Linked DNA regions of Neogale vison: region 1 is linked to region 2. Evidence: chromatin contacts called from public Hi-C data. All regions are on one chromosome and are shown on one strand. Each heading gives the region's core, a stretch centred on a gene start, on an enhancer-like site or on the middle of the called end of the contact. The rest is flanking DNA. Distances are from core to core; before and after follow the strand shown.

Region 1 (5,360 bases), core at 1,302-3,801, 360 kb after region 2:
TAACATACTCTTCAATGCCCTGTTATAGCTCAGCTAGTCTCACTTATACTCACCACCTTAGGGTTTATTAGTGAACCATCAATAGCACCTTCCATGGCCTTTTTTCTCAAGTCTCCAGCATTTTTTACATCTTTAAATAACAGAAGGGTCACCCTGCATTCGGGAAATAGGTCCAGCTGATGTGTTAACTGCATTTCATAGACAAGCAGGAGTCTATTTGCATAAAACCAAAAAGACCAAAAGACTTTGTTTAAAAGTTAATGTTATAATTCACTAAAAAATAGCCTTGCTAACAAATAAAATAACTTTAAAAAGATGGCAGAACTGTTAAACTAGAAGAATCCATCCCAAAAGCACATTTGGCATCCTGATGAGATGTCTTCCCACCCACGCTGAGGTGTTTCTAGCTTCCTTTACCATTCTTCAGAAAGGATCAAGGTTACTGCCTGGTTCCCTTCTTGTACAGACAGGATCTGATGCATGGCTGAGGGGAAGCTTCTCTAATAGCCAAGTAGGAGCACAATGTCAGGAATTTGTTAGACAAGAGGTTGCTGATGCTATTAGTAAAACCTCATGCCAACTTAGCCTTTTTAGCTTCCTGAGCTTAATTTTAGCAGAACCTAGACACAAATATTAAGAAAATTTTATTGAAGAAAGTATGACACCTGACTCAAAGATCCTCATTTCATAATGACATCTGAGCAGAGAGGGTACAATCACTAAACAAAGAAAAAGAAAACAAGATCAATTACTGGCCCTTTCTTACACATAAGTTTAATAAGGAAAGGACAAAGACATAAAAGAAACATAAAAGACAAGAACTTGACTAACCAGAAAGACAACCATATCTCTGAATTGATAATCAAAGTATTGCAAAAATATGACCTTTAAAACAATGTCAATCAGGGCGCCTGGGTGGCTCAGTGGGTTAAAGCCTCTGCCTTCAGCTCAGGTCATGATCCCAGGGTCCTGGGATCAAGCCCCACATTGGGCTCTCTGCTCAGCAGGGAGCCTGCTTCCTCCTCTCTCTCTCTCTGCATGCTTCTCTGCCTACTTGTGATCTCTGTCTGTCAAATAAATAAATAAAATCTTTAAAAAAAAAACAATGTCAATCAAAGTCTTAGTGAGATATTTGGATGAGGCAATTTGATAGATTCATTTTATCCTTTTACTTGGTTCCATTTCTACGACTCTTTTCAAAGAATAAACCAAAAACCTGAAAATTTATGTAAACTAGATGTCCCTCTCATCATCCTAATAGCAAAAAGTTGAAAAATTATCTAGCTAATAACGGAATTTGTTGCAACTAAACAACCATAGTCCCGAAAAGCAGTTAAGGATGTGTGAAAACAGCAATAAATAACACTGATTTAAAACATGTGATTGAAAAACAAAACCTAAAATGTAGCATAAATAGTGGACTTCTCAAAAAAGTGCATAAAAATACTGAAAGGAAAATAAACCAAAAAGTTCTGACTTGGTGGAATGACATCTGAGTTTTTTATTAGGAAAAAGCAGTATGTGTGGATCATATCTTGGCACACCGCAGTTCAATCTTTATAGTCATGGGAATGTCCAATGGGAGGAAAAAGATATAGAAAAAAAATAACGAATATATTCCCAATTTCACAAAAAAGATACACACGGAAGACAAAAACATGAAATACACCAAAATATGGCCATCTCGGGTGGTAGGAATATTGGTCATTTTTACCTTCTATTTTAAAAAGATGTCCGTTCTGAATTTTCTACAGTGGGCACACAAAATAGGAATACATATAATCAGCAGGAAAAAAAACCTCTTCGCTGTTTATGTTTTAACACTAGGGAAAAAAGGACACCTGGCAAAGGTCAAAATAAATTCCCTCACTTAGGCCAGAAACTTGGAATCATCCCCGAACACCTACCCCATAGTTAATCCACAGTCCTGACGATTCTACCTCTTAGGTATCCCTCTGACCCGCCCACTTCTCGCCTATACCCACCGCCCCCAGCAACACCGCTCCCTCATCTACGGCTGTGGCCTTCCCGGGGCTGTCGCCTCGCAGTTCTCGCCCTCCCACCAGCCAACCTCCGGCCGGCAGAAAGAGCGATCCCCTCAAAAAGTAAGCCACAGCGGGTCCTTCCGCTGCTCGTGCGACAAAGCCCCCAGCGCCGCCACTCCGAGCCGTCACTCCATCCCCGGCGCGCGGGGCCCACACTCTATCCGCCGCCGCCGCCGCCGCCTCCCCGGCTTCCGGTGCCTGGGCTCTCTCCCCGCTCTGCGCCCCCGACCGGCAGAGCCCTGACTCCTTCTTCTCTCCCACTTGCCGTTAAGAGTCCATTTACCAGGGCGCCCAAAGCCCCGGGTCTGGTCCCTCTTAGACGCGCTTCTCCGCCCTTTCAGGACGTCAGTGAGCGGGCGCCTGCCCCTGCCGGGCTGCGTTCCCGGGGCTGGCCTTCCAACCCCGAGAGGACCCACACGCTCGCGCTTCCGGTCCTCCTGGAAAACCTTCCCCTTGGAAACAAAGCCCTCACATTCCGGAAGCCGGGCCGAAGCGGCGTCCGCCCCTCGCGACACGCTTCTTCCCCAGCCTGAGCTGTCAGCGGACGCGGAGTGACGGGAGGCCCTGTCCGTCACTTCCGGCGACGGGGACGCTAAGGACCCAGGGACTGGACGCTGAGGTTTCAGTGCCGAGTCTTGGCCTTCTCTCCGACGCGTGTTGGGCGAGACGTAGGTTTCTTCCAGTGCAAAGCACAGTGTTGGCCGGGATGAGCTCCTTCGTCTCCGCTACAGTTCTCTGCGGGGTAGGCGGGACTCATTCCCTTCTTGCTGTCGGTGCGGTCAGTCATTTACGGAGGGTCTCCTAGGGGAGAGGGAATGGACAGATTTGCCTCCGGTACTTAAAAGATAGGTGGCAGGACACTGATGAAATGAACTTCTTCCTGCATCTAGCAGGTTCAGAAATTTCTCATCCGTAAGAGTTTATCAGCCTCCAAGAGAGGAAGTAATCCTCTAAACAGGTTGCAGATAATTATTTTCCATGTTTATGGTTGGAGCCCTTCTTGGACAGCACTTTTCTTTAAATAGGTACATTTACACAGGTAAATAACAAATATAGCTGTCGGGTAGGTGTGTGCTATGGAGAAAAAAAAGCTAGGAAAAGGGAGGAATGCCCGGCCGTGGGTATTACTATTTCAAATAGGATGGTTAAGATCTCACCAGAAAGTGACTGGACGAGGTCTGGAAGCAAGCTGTATGATCTGGGACAACAGCATTCCAGCCAACACAGAGTTCAAAGGCTCTGAAACACAAAGGCCTTCCCCCATTTAAGGGGTAGCAAAGAGTACCCTTTGGCTTGAATACGTGGGAATGTATATGTGAAAAAGATATTCTGACCAAAGATTGGTATTCAGACTATATAAAGAACGCCTATAACTCAGTAAGAGAAAACAACCTAATTATGAATGGGTGACATATTTGAACACTTTATAAAAGATACATGAGTCAGGCCAATAAACACATAAGATGCTCAACATCATAGCAGAGTAATGCAAATTTAAAACATAAAGAGCTACTACTCACCCACATAACTAAAATTTTAAAAACTGTTAATATAAGTGTTGCCAAACACAATCGGTATTGCTGGTTTGACTTTTATAAAATAGTACAACCACTTTAGAAAAGAGTGGCCATTTCTTAATAAATCAAACGTGTATTTACTGTACTCAGCAATTTCATTCCTTGGCATTTACCAGGAAAAATGAAAACATGTACATACAAAGGCCTGTACATGAATGTTCACGGCAACTTTTACTCTTAACAGCAAAAGACTGGAAACAACCCAATGCCCAACAACATGTCAGTGGATAAGCAAATTGTGGTAAATTCATACAATGGGATACAGCATTATTATTATCATTAACAAAAAGCAATGAATTACTGATACTTGACAATACTTACAACATGGATGACTCACAAAACATACTCAGAATAAAAACACTAGAATTTATTACCGTATGATCCCTTTTCTATAAAACTCTAGGAATTACAAATTTATTTTAGATTGACTAGAAAGCAAAAGATTGCTGGGAATGGAGGAGTGAGAGAGGAGCCTGGAAAAAACCCCAAGGGAATCTTTGCCATGAAGCCAATGTTGTAGATCTTGATGTGGTGTTAGTTACATAGTGAGTAGGAATTTGTAAAAATTCATCATACTATGCACTTTAAAAGTATATTTTATAGACGATAAATTATACCTCAATAAAGCTGATTAAAAAGACATTTAAAAAATAGCAGCTCAGTTTTCAGCAGCATATTTGTAACCATCTACAGCTGGAAACCACCATAATGTTCATCAAGTGAATGGATAAGCAAATGTAGTCCATACAATGGACTACAACTTGGCAATAAAAAGGAACCAACTGTTGTCACATAGAATAACATGGATGAATCTCAAAATAATCACGCTCAATAAAAAAGGCCAGACATTAAAATAGTACATTTTGTATGATTCCACTTACATAAGACTACAGTGACACAAAGCAGATCAGTGGTTGCTTAGGTGGGGGCCTTGGGTGGAAAAAGGGAATTACAAAATAGCACAAGGAAACTTTGGGGGTAACAGGTATGTTCTGTCTTAATTGTGGCAATGGTTTCATGGTTGTATACATGCCCAAAGTATCAAATTGTACATTTAAAAACATACAGTATATCGTATCAATTATGTCTCAAACTTTTATCTAGTTTTTGGGAGGGAGTTGGAGAGGGGCAGAAGGAAAGGGAGAGAGGATGTTAAGCAGTCTGCGTGTGCAGCATGGAGCCTGACTCGGGGTTTGATCTCATGACCCTGAGACCATGATCTGAGCCTAAATCAAGAGTCACATGCTTAACTGACTGAGCCATGAGGGTGCCCCCTCAAATTTTAAAAATCATGATGAGACAAAAATACACCAGTATTAGAATAGGTACAATTAAAAAAATTGAGGGTACTAAGTGCTAGTAAGGATGTGAGCAACTGGAACTCCTATACCCTGTTGATGGGGATGTAAAATAGTTCAGCCATTTGGGAGACATTTGGCAGTTTCTTATAAAATTACATAACAGTTACCTCATAGCAGCAATCTCACTCCAAGGGAAATAAACACCTATGTTCACAGAAAAACCTGTATACAAATGATTATAACAACTTTGTTTAAAAGTCAAAAACTGTGTCACCTGGAAGATGGATAAACAAACGGTGATATATCCATACAACAGAATGCTAACTCAACAACAAAAAGGGAATCAAATGTTGATCCCCTTGGGTGACATAGATGGATCTCAAAAGCATTATGCTAAATAAAAGAAATCACATCCATAAGGCTATATACTATGTGAT
Region 2 (5,551 bases), core at 600-3,099:
CGATCCTTGTCTCCAGGCCAAATCACAGCCACCAGAGAGAGTTCCACTGGCTTGGCATTGGGCTCACAGCTTTTACCCTGGGAGTGGGGACTTCCCACCAGATACAGATACATTCCCAAGAAGCCTTCTTTAAACTCCTCCTCCTTCCCACACATATCTTCGCCTGGCCTTTGCATCTGCTGATATGTGTAAATCAAGTGTGGGTACACGTATGTGCTCAAGTGTGTGTAGGGTGTATATGTTTATGTGCTCCTTCAGGAGCAAACAGGTTGTGTGTGTAAGTGTGTGCCTGTACATGTGAGCCCACGTGTAAGAATGTATGCCCCTGTATGCTCACATACGTATCTCCAGCTTGTACTATCTCTAGCTGGCCCTTGTTCTTTCTCCCGGTCGCCCCTTCAGCCATCTGGGTCGGCGCTACTGGGGGCGTGGAGAGGAGTCCTGCTTCGACGTGGGGAGGTGAGGACTCAGAGTCCAGCCTCAGGCCGCGCCCTGCTCAAGTCGCCGGGGGCCAGCACCCACCCAGTCCAGTCGCCTATCCCCAGACCCGCCCTGCCCCGAACTCGCGGGGTCCCCAAGGTGACCCGTGACTCCCGGCCCGACACGCGAGCGAGCTAGAGGACCAGCCCCGCCCCGCAGCGCAGCCCCGCCCGTTGCCGCTCACCGTGGGCCGCGACGCACGCGGGGAGCCAGAGCACGAGACAACACCAGCCCGCGGCGCCGGGGACCATTTCCAGGGCCGGGCCCGGCGCCGCGCTTCCTCCGACCGCCCCACCGCGCTAGCTCGCCGGACTTCAGCCTGACAGCTGCTCCGGCCTCCAGCCCCCAGACCCGCTCTTGCTGCTGGTTGGCGGACGGGAACGAGGCCCACGGCTGATTGGCTCTGATGCCTGTTCGTGCAGCTATACTTTCCGCCTCTGCGCCTTACCCTACTTCCTATTGGTCGAGGGAAGTGGGGCCGAGGGCTGATTGGTCTAAACTCTTAACAGCAACTGCCACCGCCCCCCCCCCACCCTGCGCCCTAGCATTTCTTAGTTTGGATTCGGCTCCAGGACGGCGCGGGCTGGTGGGCGGGCCGGGGAGGAAAGCGGACTGGAGATGGGCAACTCTCTGGACTCGCTTTAGCCGTCAGTAGGTGCGGACTCGGCCGGATCTTCCCTGCGGCCGCCTAGCAAGACGACGATTTGCTTCTCTCCACCGTGCTTTCCTCCTCCTCACCCCCTCTTTGGGAAGGCGTTCGTCTGGCGCTCAGATGGGTCTTCCGCGACCTCCACTCCTCTCGTCCTCTGCCCAGTTCCACCAGTGCCTGCGCGCTCTCTTTCGGTAGGCGCTGGGGACCGGCTCAGTGATCCCCTCCCTCGAGGAGGCTGTGGCTAGCGCAGAGCCGGAAAACGGGCACTGGGGCCAGGTGCCGGGTGCCCACGCCTGCTTTTCTACCACTTAGCCTACAGCTGTGACCTTGCACAACTTTCATAACCTCTCAGCCTCAGTTCCTCCATCTATAAAATGGGCATGATAATAGTACCAACGCGATAGGATTGGAAGGGTTCATGAAATCTCTCACCAAGTGCATATTTAACGTAAGCCTATCCCATAGCGCTCAATAAATGTTCGTGTTTATTGTATTTCTTGGTCTGGCGTTCGGGATGAGGGGGGATGGAATGAGGGTTAGCGGGTGACGCAGACCGAACAAGGATTCTACATATTCAAAGAGAAAAGCACAACCCGAATCCGGCGACCCTAGGTAACCAACACTTCTCCCAAAAGCTCCCTCAAAGACCCAGCCTCTGGCCCTTCTAGCCGTGTCGACTCTGTGGTAACAAGCCATAGAGTGGCGGAAGTGGCCCGTCCCCTTCCTCTCCCGAGCCAACGGCTTGGCGAAGCTTCTGGGGACTTCTCTGGCGCGGGGGATTGTGGGGTTGCTGGGCCGCCCGGACGCGGAGAAGACGGGAGGCGTAGCGGGCCAGTGAATAAGCTTCCAAAATGATGGTGAGTGGCGTTTCGCCTATCTGTCGCCATCCGCTGCCATCCGGCCCGTGGGTGGCACCGCCTGGCCCGGGTCGATACCATAGGGCCCTCCGCTACCTACTGACTCTGTCCTTAGGCGGATCCCCTGTCTCCGGCGACCCCGGCCCGCCGCGGCCTGGCTCGGCCCCCGCACGGAACTGGGGCTCTGGGCGAGGCCTTTGTGGGGCTGGAGGGAAGGCTTTGGTCTGGCCGGCTGCGGACTACAAGTCCCAGGCTGCTTCGGGGCCGCGAGCCCGCTTAGGGGACCGGGTTTTTGGAGCCCCCTCACAATCATAAGCTGTGTTAAACGAGTGCGACTTTGAGCGTGCGTGCATACACGGTCGGCGGGTGCCTTGGGAAACGTGGGGGTGTAAAAAACGTGTGCTTCTTAGAACGGGCAGCATGGGGACCTTATGTTGGGCGGAGCGGAGAGACTCAACTGTGGTTGCTCGCGGGTCCCCCAGCCCGCCTGCTGCTGCATACATGGAAACACACTTGGCTTGTACTTTACCACTCACTCGTTCGTTCCTTAAGTAAAAGCATATTTAGTGCCTACTGAATGTCATGTAATGCCAGCTGGTTGTTGGGGCTGCAGCTTCTCAGCCAGGAGAATGGACAGGGCACATGGGGACACTACGGCAGAGGTGGGAAGACCCGGACTCTGACTCCGACTCTGTTTGCCCTTCCGGACTTGGCATCAGACCAGGCTTTTCTAGTTGGCCATCTAACGCTGGGTCTCCTTTTCTTGAATTAGGGGTGTCGATGAATCCTGGAGGTCCCCTGTAGCCCAGCCCACTTCCGCCCTAGCCCTTTGTGCCATCTCAGGGCCGTAGATGCTTTCAATGGATCCCAAGCCTGCTGTTGCCTCCTGAGTTGCTTTTGAACAGGGCCAGCTTTTAAGGGAGTGTCTGAGGCAAGACCCTGACTTAGATGCTGCTCCCTGTGGTGCACTTGGCAGTTCACTGACTCATTTTGGTCTGTCAGTCAGAGGAAATCTTCTGTTAAGTGCTGGCCTTCTATAGCCGCTCCCTGTCCTGGTAGAGGTCAGACTGACACCTGTGAGGTATGTGTTCATTCTGTGACCGGATGCCCTGGGAGTCCAGTTGTACCATGATAGAAGGAACCTAGAATTTATCTGTACTTTTTTCTCCCCTTCATACCTCTAGTACTTCCCTTTTTCAGTCCCTCTCCAGCAATACCTATTCTTTTTTTTTTTTTTTTAAGATTTTATTTATTTACTTGACAGGCAGAGATTACAAGTAGGCAGAGAGGCAGGCAGAGAGAGAGAGGAGGAAGCAGGCTCCCCGCTGAGCAGAGAGCCCTATGCGGGGCTCGATCCCAGGACGCTGGGATCATGACCTGAGCCGAAGGCAGAGGCTTTAACCCACTGAGCCACCCAGGTGCCCCAGCAATACCTATTCTTGAAGTCACTCCAGAGCTACACTGGATACCTAGGTTTTGTAACTAAGCTGGTACCTACTAGGTATGTGACTTTGAGCATGCTATTAAATTTCCTGCCCTCAGTGTATTAAGGGGATTCTTTGAGCTGCTACATACAGAGCATCCAGCATGGAGTAAGCACTCAGCAGATCTTAGCTGTTCTGCTAGGTGGTTGGTTTCTTCTTCCCTCCCTGTAATCTGTCCTACTGACAAGACTTCCATCAGAGTTTTGTTTGACAAGACTCCTTTTGGCATGTGAAACCTGTCAAAAATCCTTGCTGTCATGGAATTAGCCCTCGGTATTCCAGAAGGCTTCTGTGATCAGAAGATAGGTAAAGGGGTGCCTGGCTGGCTCAGTCTATAGAGCATACAATGCCTAATCTCTGGGTCATGAGTTTAAGCCCCACATTGGGGGTAGAAATTACTTAAATAAATAAAGTTTTTTAAAAAGAGAGAGGTAAAAGGGTGCCATGATAACTCAGTCATTTGACTTTCAGTACACTAGTAAGGAACATGTGTCCTTGCCTTTGTGCTATTGAGCACTACATGCCTTGGCATGTGAACACCTGTTGTTTTACAGAACATTAAGTTTTAATAATAAAAGTTTTTAAGGGTCATTAAGCTGAAATTCCAGAGCCTTCCATGATACCCTTGGCAGATTACTGGTTCCGCTCTTGTTTCTTTACTTCAGTAAAAATGAGTGAGATTGAAAAGTAACTTAGAAAAGAAGCTGGACTTTCCATAGCAGTGCGTGTCCTCCAGGAGCTAAAAGAAGAGGACCCGTCCTGCTTGACCTGGCTTGGTTCAATCCAGCTCTGCCACCTTTACCTTCCCATAGGATTCCTTCTTTATCCAGCCTGCCATGTCTATGGGCCCAGCCTACACAGCATAGGGAACGTGGGGACTATGTGGTCAGCTGCTTCTGAGCCCTCTTTGCTTTGTACTTAAGAATTCTCAGTGGATTTCGTTTCACCACCCTGCCAGTGCTTTTGCAAAAATTAGAAGCCAATGTCTTTTTTTTTTTTTTTTTTAAAGATTTTATTTATTTGAGAGAGAGCACGCACACATGAGGGGGTGAGGGTCAGAAGAAGAAGCAAACTCCCTTTTGAGCAGGGAGCCTGATGCAGGACTCGGTCCTGGGACTCCGGGATCATGAGCTGAGCTGAAGGCATTCTCTTAACCACCTGAGCCACCCAGGTGCCCAAGCCAGTGCTATCTTAATTCATGGCATGTATAAAGTTGAATTTTCATTATCAAAAGCTTTTGCATATTACTTCATACGTGGCCAAATCTAGGCACTCCACAAATTGAGATGACTATGATCCTTACCTTTGGGAAGCTCATACTTTAAGATGGCTGGTGTTACAAAAATTGTGCACAGAGGAAGCAGAAGGAATTACGGGATCCTCTCTTCAGGGTGCCCCTAGTAGCTGCTGTTAAAAAAACATCTTGGAAGAATTGGGGCACTGATGAATTGCTGGCATGGTAAGAAAGTGTTTTGTTTTTTACTTTTTAAAAATATCTTCACACACAAACACACACTTTATTAAGTAAGCTCTGTAGCCAACACAGGGCTCAAACTTATGACCTGGAGATCAAGAGACACATGCTCTACCAACTGAGCCAGGGTAGGGACACCTGGATGGCTCAGCCATTTGGCCATCTGACTCTTGGTTCAGCTCAGGTCATGATCTCAGGGACCTGGGACAGTGCCCTGTGTTGGGTTGTGGGCTCAGCACTGAATCTAAATTGTCCCTCTCCCTCTGCTCCCCCTACCCCTGTTTGGCACTCACTCTCTCACAAATAAAATATTTTTTATTTTATTTATTTTTTTATTTTATTTTATTTTTTTTTAAAGATTTTATTTATTTATTTGACAGAGAGAGATTACAAGTAGGCAGAGAGAGAGAGGAGGAAGCAGGCTCCCTGCGGAGCAGAGAGCCCGATGCGGGACTCGATCCCAGGACCCTGAGATCATGACCTGAGCCGAAGGCAGCGGCTTAACCACTGAGCCACCCAGGCGCCCAATATTTTTTATTTTTTTAAAGATTTTATTTATTTGACAGAAATCACAAGTAGGCAGAGAAGCAGACAGAGAGAGAGA

The links. Hi-C and Micro-C count contacts between places; a contact is called where the count stands out from the background.
Region 1: a contact with region 2 is called in a Hi-C map of muscle, with 5 times the contacts expected there. The contact joins the promoter of TPRKB here to the promoter of CCT7 in region 2. A contact is called at or near these places in 2 of 3 Hi-C or Micro-C datasets (fibroblasts and muscle).

What each region holds. Positions count from the first base shown.
Region 1 is chr8:94,329,309-94,334,668 of ASM_NN_V1, forward strand. It overlaps TPRKB (EKC/KEOPS complex subunit TPRKB), which reads right to left and starts at 2,552. Exons shown (of 6, transcript XM_044261400.1): 1 at 2,329-2,552; 2 at 1,715-1,748; 3 at 54-213. The coding sequence starts at 194.
Region 2 is chr8:93,971,142-93,976,692 of ASM_NN_V1, forward strand. It overlaps CCT7 (T-complex protein 1 subunit eta), which reads left to right and starts at 1,850. Exons shown (of 12, transcript XM_044261384.1): 1 at 1,850-1,989. The coding sequence starts at 1,984. It overlaps PRADC1 (protease-associated domain-containing protein 1), which reads right to left and starts at 813. Exons shown (of 5, transcript XM_044262469.1): 1 at 665-813. The coding sequence starts at 731.